2 separate regions of the Mus musculus genome follow, and region 2 is linked to region 1. The links are chromatin contacts, called in public Hi-C maps. All regions are on one chromosome and are shown on one strand. The core of a region is the stretch at or near the end of the contact, and the rest is flanking DNA. Distances in the headings are between cores, read along the strand shown. Region 1 has its middle 20 kb from the start of Gm39674. Region 2 overlaps Cpeb4 (cytoplasmic polyadenylation element binding protein 4).

Region 1 (4,808 bases), core at 594-3,093:
CCACGCCAAGTTTTCTTGCTTTTCACTTAGGTATTGGGATCTGAACTGAGGTCCTCATATTTGTGGATCCAATGCTCTTCTTAACCACAGAGGCATCAACCAGCTACTTGGTCTCATTTTGTAGGGGTGACATTCTAGGATCTAGAACCGAGACCTTGCATCCACATGGTCAGGTTTGGGATTCCAATGGACAGGGTCTGTGACAACTGCTACCAAGGAAATCGTGTGACTCCATCTTTCATACGTGCTACTCACAATATTTTAGGGTTTTGAGTGTTTCAGAACCCAAAGTTAGTTTGTGACCTCCAAATCTGTCATTTCCCTGAATTTGACCATGACTATTTTTTCCCCCAGGCAGGGTTTCTGTGTGTAGCCTCTGCTGTCCTGGAACTCACTCTGTGGACCAGGCTGGCCTCAAACTCAAAGAGATCCACCTGCCTCTGCCTCTTGAGTGCTGGAATTAAAGGTGTGTGCCACCACTGCCAGGCTTGACTATGACATTAAAGAAGAATTCTGAAGTCTCCAGCAGAACTTGCCTCTGTCCAATCAATCTACCACCCCCTGCCCAGCACCCTTCCAGTCCTGACCCCATTGCACTAAGCAATCCCCCAAACAGACGGCACCCCTCCAGCACACAGAAACCTCCTCAGCTTGTACAGTTGGACACTGCACCAAACTCTGGGGTGGGACACAGTTGGTTTCTACCTGCATTTCTTCCTCTTTTGTGTTGATATTCTGTTTCTTCTGGGAAATATGGCAGGTTGGAATGTTTTTTTCTAGTTCTCCAGTCTCTTATACTGGATAATGTGTTCAAACCACTCAATGTCCCATTGTCTCGACATCAATGGATTTATCTCTCATGACGCTGACATGGAGTTCATCATGGTCACCTGTGCAGCTTTCATTTCTGATGGGTATTTTGGTTTGGATTTCCTTTTTTTCTGATGGTGCTGGGGAATGAACTCAGGACGTTGCATGGACTAGGCAGACTAAGCTACAGCCCCAGCTGTATGGCTTCTTGTTGTTGTCATTTTTAAACTGACATTTACTGAGGGATATGGGGGGGGGGATGGGGATGGGAGGGGAGGGATGGTTCATCTGTGGAGGACAGAGTGGAGGACTAACTTGCAGGAGTCAATTCTTCCTTTCAACATGTCAGTCCCAAGGATGGAACTCACACCATCAGGGTTAGCAGCAAGCACCTTACCCAGTGGGTCACCCCATCGGCCTTGGTTTAGATCTTTCACATCCCCTCAAACCTCCTGTGTTGATGAGTTACTATCCAGCTGCTGGGCTATTGGGAAGTTGTGGGACTCTTAGGAGGTGAGACCTAGAGAATTTAAGACATTGGGGACAAGCCCTTTGGGGGGAATATTGCGATGTTGCCCCCCCTCTGTGTGTGTGTGTGTGTGTGTGTGTGTGTGTGTGTGTGTGTGTGTGTGTGTGTATGTTTTCTTCCTATCTTTCCTGAGGTACCTTGTCATCTTCTTCCATGTACCCTTGTCATCGTGATGTACTGGGCTGTCTCCCATGGGCCCTGGATGATAAGACCAAGCCACCCTGGGTTGTAGCTTCTGAAACCATGAGATAAAATGGAGTTTTCTCTTTTCAGGGTGGTTTTTTTTGGGGGGGGTGGCACTTGTCACAGAGATGGAAAGCTGAGTGGCACCATGAGGAAACACATTTGTTGTTCAAGCCAGAGAGAGCATGTGAAAGAGACCCACCCACATTTGACCTCATCCTGGAGCCCAGCCCAGTCCGTTTGGCTGGTGTAAGCATAAGAAATACAAACCCCTGCCAGCATAAACCTCTGAACCTAGAGCAGATGCCACCACTCAGTCCAGCCTGGTCCATTCCAGGCCTAGGCCCCTCCACACTGCTGTCCTGCTGGACTCTGACATTTCCTTTCTGTGCTCAGTGCCTGGTAAGCTAACAGCTGGCTACAGAGTTTCTCTGTGGCTAGTCTCAGATGCCCCGCCGCCTCTGCTGCCTCCCTCAGCTCAATTCCCAGTTTCCAGGAATAAATCTTTCATTAATTTGTCTTAAAATCCCACACTTTCCATTCCAAACCCTGGATGCACATGGATGAGCCTAATCCCTGAACAGACAAAATGAGGATTATAGTGTTGCAAGGCTGTTGTGAGGGAAATTAAATCACGGGGCATGGCTGGCCTGGCTGTGAGTTCCTGAGATCTGCGGAGAAGCTAGCTTTCCTGGCTGATCACATTACTGCTGACATTGAATGCAGAGGCAGACACACATAGAAGCACCCAGCAATGCCTGCAGATCGAAAGGCCCCGTGTTTATGCTTTCTTCCTTTGACATTTTGATACAGCAGAGTACAGCACCCAGTGCCATGGTGACAGCGACAGTCTCTATAAAAGTCTCCAGCCTGCTTTCAGCACACCTACGGATGCAGTGGGAGGTGGCACAGATCTGGACCAATAGAGAGAAGGCATGTTTAGCCTTGGCCTGGTTACAAAGAACATTTATTTTTCCTCTTTGAAATGGACCTTCCTGTCCCGATTCAGCACAGACCAGTGTTGTGCTAATGTGGGTCAATTTCCCATCAGCTCCTCGAAAGAGTGTTTTTCCAGTCTCTCCTGGGGCAAAGGAGAATCACAAACCAGATAAGGCCAGTCTCCACGTTCCACAAGGCCCACAGAGGGGACAGCACTTCAGGGGTGGGGGAACTCAAAACAAGTAATTCTTTAGATACTTCACCCGAGGCAGCATGGCTCTTGAAACCCTATGCCCGCTTTGTGCTGGCCCTTTTCTTTGTGAGCCTTGCCCCAGAAAGGCTGAGTAAAGGCCCTTGAAAGACACCACCAGTGAATCTGTCTGTGCCTTTAAGAGGGTCCTTGAGGAGGGACAGTTAGAGAATCAAGAAGCTGACAGCCAGATGGCACTCAACAGGATGACATGAATTAGGCAGAGACAGCCAGCCTGTGGGCCACCTGTCTTGTTGCCTCTGGCCAATAGCTACTGGTGGACTGGACTGTCTGACCTACAGGTCTCACTGTCACGGCAGTGAGAAACTGACTAAAGTCCTGAACTGAGACTCAGAGGCACCAGAACTAAAGCCTATGGAGTGAGGTGGCCTCATTTTGTACCTGTAGACCTGGCCAGCCTGTCTTGTCACCTCCCTTTGAGGCAGACCAGAGCTCTGGAGGTTGTGAATATCCAATTCATATGAACACATGACATATGCTAGTTTGTGTTTGACAACTTAACACAAACTAGAGACATAGGAGAAGAGGGGCTGCCAATTGAGGAGCTGCCTACATCAGATTGGCATGTGGGCACGTCTGCGGGGATTTTCCTGATTACTGATTGGTGTGAAAAGGCCCTGCCCACTGTGGGTGGTGCCGCACCTAGGCAGGTGGTCCTGGGTGTAGGATAGCAGGCTAAACAAACCATGGAAAAAAAGCCATTAGCCAGCATTCTTCTGTGGTCTCTGCTTGAGTTCCTGCCTTCAGGCTCTACCGCTAAGTTCTGCCCCTGACTGTAAGCTTCAAGGCTGGAGAGATGACTCAGAACTGACTACTCCTGCAGAGGACCCTGGGAAATTTCCAGCACCCACATGACAGTTCATAACCGTCTGTAGCTCCAGTCCCAGTGGATCCAATGCTCTCTTCTGACCTCCATGGGAGCCAGGCATGCACATGATGCACCCAGACATGAATAATAATAAATAATAAAATCATAAATAAACAAACAAATAATAATTATTTTAAGAGTTGAAATAAACCCCTCTCTCACAAGTTGGTTTTGGTGTCTGTCACAGCTGCAGAAACCAAACTAAGAGACATAATAATGTTTTTTTTTTTGTTTTGTTTTGCTTTTTGAGCACTGGGAATTTAAGCCAGTGCTTCATTGAACCCAGGGCATCATGCATGCACGCAGGCTCTCTACCACTGAGCTACAGTACCAGCCTATACTTTTTTTATTTAACTCAAAAGGTACAAAGTACATGTTTAGGGAAGCTAAGGTCCTGGGAATTTGAAGATAAAATTCCTGAATCCTAAACACAGTTGTAAGGATTTGCTTCCTACTCCAGAGTCCTGTCAGTTTCCAGATGACAGTGGCATAAGCCACACAAAGATTCAGACAAGGATCCGCACTTCTATTCTATGAGAGGACTCTTGATGTGGACAGTCAGGGACTAAAGCGGTGGCTTTCTGGTCATCTACTGTCTTGATGTCCCACTATGATTGGGAAAAGTCTTCCAACATGAATGCCATCTCATGGTTAAAAGATGCTGCAGCTCCAGCCCACAGGTCCACGTTCCAAGCCCCAGGAAGGAAAACCGCACAACGGGGTGCCTCTCAGAGGAGTCAGCACTTAGAAAAGCATTTACTAGAAATTTCTCCCGATAACGTCCATTCACATTTTTTAAAAAAGGTTTGTTTTGGCTTTTAGTGTATGTTTGCTTGCGTGTATGTCTGCCTGTGCACCGTGTACATGGCTAATGAGTGCCCATGGAGGCCAGAAGAGGGCATCTGGTACCTTGGGACTGGAGTTACAGGTGGTTGTGAGTGGCTGTGTGAGTGCTGGGAACCAAGGTCCTCTACAAGAGCAGCCAGTGCTCTCAACTGCTGTGTCATCTCTCCAGCCCCTGCCCCCAAACACATGCAGTTACATTTTATTAAGAACCTCCTCCACCAAGGAAGATTAGGCAATTATTGAGCAGACCGATACCCCCAATAATGTGAAGGTCATGTCATTTCTGGCATAGCCAGTGTCCCATTCCTTTGATTTGCTACCATAGGGAACAGGATCTTGGAGGTAAAGGAAGAATACATCAG
Region 2 (4,808 bases), core at 795-3,294, 140 kb after region 1:
GTTTCAGCCAATTGATATTCTAGTAAAGGGAAAGCTATAAAACTAGCAAAAAAGATCTGAAGTTTAGGTGATAGGACAGAATGAATAGGCAGAACAGAGAAATCTTAGGATAGTGAAACTACTGTGATTCAGTATCAATAGGTGTATGTGGTTGCATATTGTTATACATTTCTCTGAACAGTAAGAATGAAAGTAATGTGATCTGTGATTTTTTTTTTTGGTATTAATAAAATGCTTATTTAGATTCATCACTTAAAACAAATGTACGACTCTGGAACTAACTTTTGCTATGAATTAAAAAAAAAAAAAAGAACTGTTTAGATAGGAAGATAGGTACCAAGACACATTAACATGATAGCCAGTCTTTGGCTAGGAGCATGCAATGAATCCCACTGTGGATCTATGGGATGGGCGAGTCAGGATCTTAGTCACTGAATAGGAAAGGGAAGACAATGAGCAGTATTGGCATCCAGAGGGCAAAGAAGACAGAAGGCACAAAAAGACACTAGGGGTAGCTTGTAGAAGGTTCAGGTCCTCCATAGTATGATGGCACTTTAGGAGAATTTCCAGAGAAGGAGAGATAGTACCCATAATTATGAATGACTTTTTAGATTTGTTATATATTTATTATAGAAAGAATTTACAGAATTGGAAAATACTGTGAAACTTTTTTTAAAAAAATCTTTTAATGTCACTGCTGATTCTTTAAAAGTAGAGGGAGAATTCTTGATTGTTTTAGTAGGATATCACATGCATAGTATATGGGCCTCTCAGGATCAAAGCAGATGCTCTCCTAGCAGTAAACCTTATCAGAAGGCAAGTTAAAGCTGTTAAAGGCTCACAGGCAGTGTTCCAGCTGGGACTATGCTGACAGTGGCAAAAAGTGTCATGTTGTATCTTGGGTGCAAAGTAGAAGGCTAAGGAGCAGATCAGCTGTGAAATGTCACTCACCTAAAAGTAGGCACATACCTGAGCTGAGCCAAATTTTTGTGTCTGTGAAGTCAAAATATTTCTCTGTCCTCCAAAAATACCCAGAAGACATGTTTCTGGTAAATTTGAACTTTGTTCAACTGGGCCAGGCAGTATGGTAATCTGTCACTTGGATTCCCATTGTTGTTTGTAGCCTTTCTTAGCCCAAAATAAGAGACGTTCTGGTTCATGTGGAACAACCCCAGCTTTGACTACAGTGTCAGCTCCAAAGAAATTAGAGCATGTCCTCAGAATTACAAAGACAACTCTTCTCAGCTCTTAATTTTAATCAATATAAATGCTTTTATTTATGTGTTGTCTTCTTAGTTCATATTTTTAAAAAATGTTTGATGATGAAAGAAAGTGGTTTTAATAGCTCCTGTTAACTCATTTCCTTAGAGGATTACATAGCAACAAAATCTAGACATGTTTCATTAAAGAAAACAGGTGAGGTTTAATGGTTCATGTCATGCTCCTGTTTCACGCATCTCAGATCTTTTTTTTTTAAGTATGTTGTGACAGGAGTAGAATCCAAGCTGTAGTTAAATCAGCTCCAGTAGCATTTACCAGAGTTGAGTACTTGATCTGCACATCAACAGTAAAGAAACAAAACAATATTTAGTCAGAAATTGAAGTATCAAAATCAGGTTTCACTTTTTCCTTAGCTCCATTTCTCCACTCATTCCCTAAATAGCAACAAGCTTAAATCATAATGAGAGCAGCTAATTTTATCTTGGAAAGCCCCTTTATTTGATTTTAAATTGGTTGCAAAGTTTAACCAGTTGTGGTGTTGGATATAGGTTAGTTACAGATTCTTCTCTTTTTGTGACATGGGGCATTTCTGTGAGTTCCTTTCCAAGGCAAGAGTCTCACATTGAAACTTCCTTCTGAAGACTTGTTTGTCCATGGTGTTGGAGTGGTGGGACCACATTAGCTCTGGTTCCCAGAGTGTTCTCTGAATTGAGTAGAGACTTGCTGGCAGTTAGAGAAGGCTTGGCAGAGTCTCTGCCTCTTCTCTGCTTTTCCACAGCCCATAAGCCTCACTGCTCCGTGAGGCCAGAGCTCAGTGCTATTTCCTAAAGGGACCTTTGTACTTCAGAGTCAATTAGATATTGGCAGCTACTCCTGATCATTGTAGAGAGTTAGCAGCCAGGTTTTTCAGCCTTTGCTGAACATGCTGAGGGCTCTCCACCATTTTTTTGAAGATTGGTAAAAATGGGTACATGGGGTATGGAGGCTTAAAAACGTTGCCACAACAATATTTATTTTGTAACTTATTGTGTACACAATGGGTATTCAGTGAGGATTTGTGGTCTAGATAGCTCACTTTACATATAGAGGTACTTCAAAAAACAAAAATACAGTTTCTTAACGGCACAGAAATTCCCTGGCCTTCCCTGCCCGGGCGAGAAGTTCTTCCAGCACCTTGAGAGCTTTCACAGCTCTGTTTTGGGAATAGCTTGAATAGTGATTTTAGTTTCAAAATTTATGAACCATTTCAAACTTGGAAGTTAAGTGAATATTCACTTTGCATGGCCCAAAACCCAAATTCAAAGCCTCCTACACGCCTTTACCTGTGAAAGCCTTTTTCCTAAGGAAAAAGCCACATAGGAAAATTTGTGGTTAAGTGCATCCTTTAAAAAAAGTAACAACCAACACAAAATGAAAAATATTTCATACTTACAGGGCATACATATGGTGTAGAGGAGCATATTTTGGGTGGTGATTTGGAAACAACAATGACCTTACTACTTAGCTAGTTCTTATGTTTGAGTAACTAAATTTGAGAGACACTTTATCACCTTCAGACTTCCCCTTTGGTACATCGATGCTTGGCACATCCTCTGATTAGCTATGTTCCTTAGAACAACAAATTCATGTCCCATAATGGAGATTTGTAAATATTTTGCATATTAGAAGCCACCAACTCCGCTCTGTTATTGAATAAGTTTAAACTATCTATGAAAAAAAAATTAGTAACAAACGGCCTTCTTTTACCTTCAGGTCGTCTAAACTATTCATACCCAGGATCCGATAGTTCTCTGCTTATTAATGGTAAGTGATAATTGATTTACCTTAGTGAAGTGCACAGACCTGAAATGAGTATTAGGCTAAGAAAATATAGTATTTGTGCTTCAACAAGTGCAAAAGTGGCACTCATTTGCTCTGCAGTGACATTTATTGATTGCTGTTACTCACCTATTTTAACAATAACTTTTGTCCCTCAAAATTGTGATAGAAACTTTTCTCTAAAAATATTGTGAGCCACTTGATTCTCCATTCTGAAATTAATGAAGAGAGTGAGTGTAAATCCCATGACAGCCCACCATCATCAAATACTAGTTAGCTTCTGTAGAGCAAATGAAAAGAGAAGGTAACCAGAAACTTAGAACCTGAAAGAGGCAGCCCAAGAAACACAGTATTTTATGTTCCAAAGAGAAGGTCATGTATTATTTACCATCAAGGAGAGCATGAAGAAAGATGTATTAGCCTTTGTAGTTCTTCCATAGTCTCCTTCCCTGACCCAAACACTAGTAATGTGCCCACAAATCCTGTTTATGTGTGCATGCCAGAAAAAAGCTAAAGGTCACAGGGAAGGCAACTACTCACAGAATTAAAGAACTTTAAAGTGCATAGATATTTTTGGTATCACAGTTTAGAATAAATAGATAGAATATAGAAATCTTTTTTTCTTTTTATTTGCTAATTGTGTGTGTGTGTGTGTGTGTGTGTGTGTGTGTGTGTGTGTGTGTGTGTGTGTAGTTAAGATTTATTATGTGTATTTGTCTGGATATATGTCTCATGTGTGTGGGTTCCTGTGGAAGCTAGAAAAGGCATTGGATTCTTTGGAGCTGAAGTTATAGGCTGTTGTGAGCTGCTGTGTAGGTTCTGGGAACTGAACTCAGGTCCTCTGAAAGAGCAGGAATCACCCTTAACCACTGAGCCATAGTTCCAGTTCCTGAGGTTTTTTTCCCCCAAATTTCTGATAATTCAAATCTCTGTTAATATCTCTGTCCAAGAATTATTTTTGCTGTATTCTCATCATTCATCAAGCAAACAGAAACAACAAAAAATACCTTGTCTGATTCACATGGTAACGAGTGGTTGAAAATAATTATTATAATTGGATCTCCTTTTGGTTACTACTTGAAAATGGTAACCTATGTAGAATATAGGTTTCTTAGCCACCCCCAAAAAATCAGCAAGAGAACAGATGAGTGAGAGGTGCCAAGCCCCACAACATTTCTGGAAGCTATGTAGTGCATTAAAACTTCACTCTTTGATCAAAGTCAGGTCTCCTTATGCTCAGTGCCAGAAATTTATCATCATTGTTACTGTCATCAAGATTTTCATCATCATCTATAAAATAATGCTACTGTACTATTCTAGCAGGAACAATAATAATATACTCATAATATAATATAGCAGGCACAAAAGTATCTACATTAAAACCTACCAACCTACCACCTAATGGTGATGGCGTAAGGAGGACATCCCGTCGTCCACAGAGCAAGGTTTACCTTTTCCTATAAACTAGATCCAGACTCAAGTCCAAGTACTGGAAATTACAGTGAGTTGAGATTTGGGATATGACTGAATGATCCCAGGCAAAATATTCATCTTTTATTTGTGTTACTTCATGAAGTTGTTTAGTTGGATCAGTTGCCTCTGGGATTCATCTTTGTGAAGTGTGAAAAACTCTCTAGTAGCTTTTCCTTAAAGATCAACACATTTAAATTTTAAAAATTCTTTTGTTATACCTTTCTTTTTTCTATTAATATTTATTTTTTATGAATAGTTAATTTTCAGTGACTCTTATTTGGCAAAAGGGAAAATAA

What was found. Hi-C and Micro-C count contacts between places; a contact is called where the count stands out from the background.
Region 2: a Hi-C map of liver shows a contact between it and region 1, with 3 times the contacts expected there. The contact joins two enhancer-like sites. A contact is called at or near these places in 2 of 484 Hi-C or Micro-C datasets (forebrain and liver) and 2 of 115 datasets of contacts at active chromatin or transcription factors (astrocytes and neural progenitor cells).

Annotation. Positions count from the first base shown.
Region 1 is chr11:31,768,733-31,773,540 of GRCm38.p6, forward strand. No RefSeq gene overlaps it. Among named protein-coding and RNA genes, the nearest start is that of Gm39674, 20 kb to the left of the region's middle. Within about 2 kb of position 1,844, at least 105 of the 459 cell types and tissues checked have an H3K27ac peak or open chromatin away from gene starts, as enhancers often do. A contact at or near this core is called in astrocytes, forebrain, liver and 1 more, where this site is marked.
Region 2 is chr11:31,905,852-31,910,659 of GRCm38.p6, forward strand. Cpeb4 (cytoplasmic polyadenylation element binding protein 4) reads left to right here. Exons shown (of 10, transcript NM_026252.4): 3 at 2,974-3,024. Among named protein-coding and RNA genes, the nearest start is that of Cpeb4, 37 kb to the left of the region's middle. Within about 2 kb of position 2,045, at least 38 of the 459 cell types and tissues checked have an H3K27ac peak or open chromatin away from gene starts, as enhancers often do. A contact at or near this core is called in astrocytes, forebrain, liver and 1 more, where this site is marked.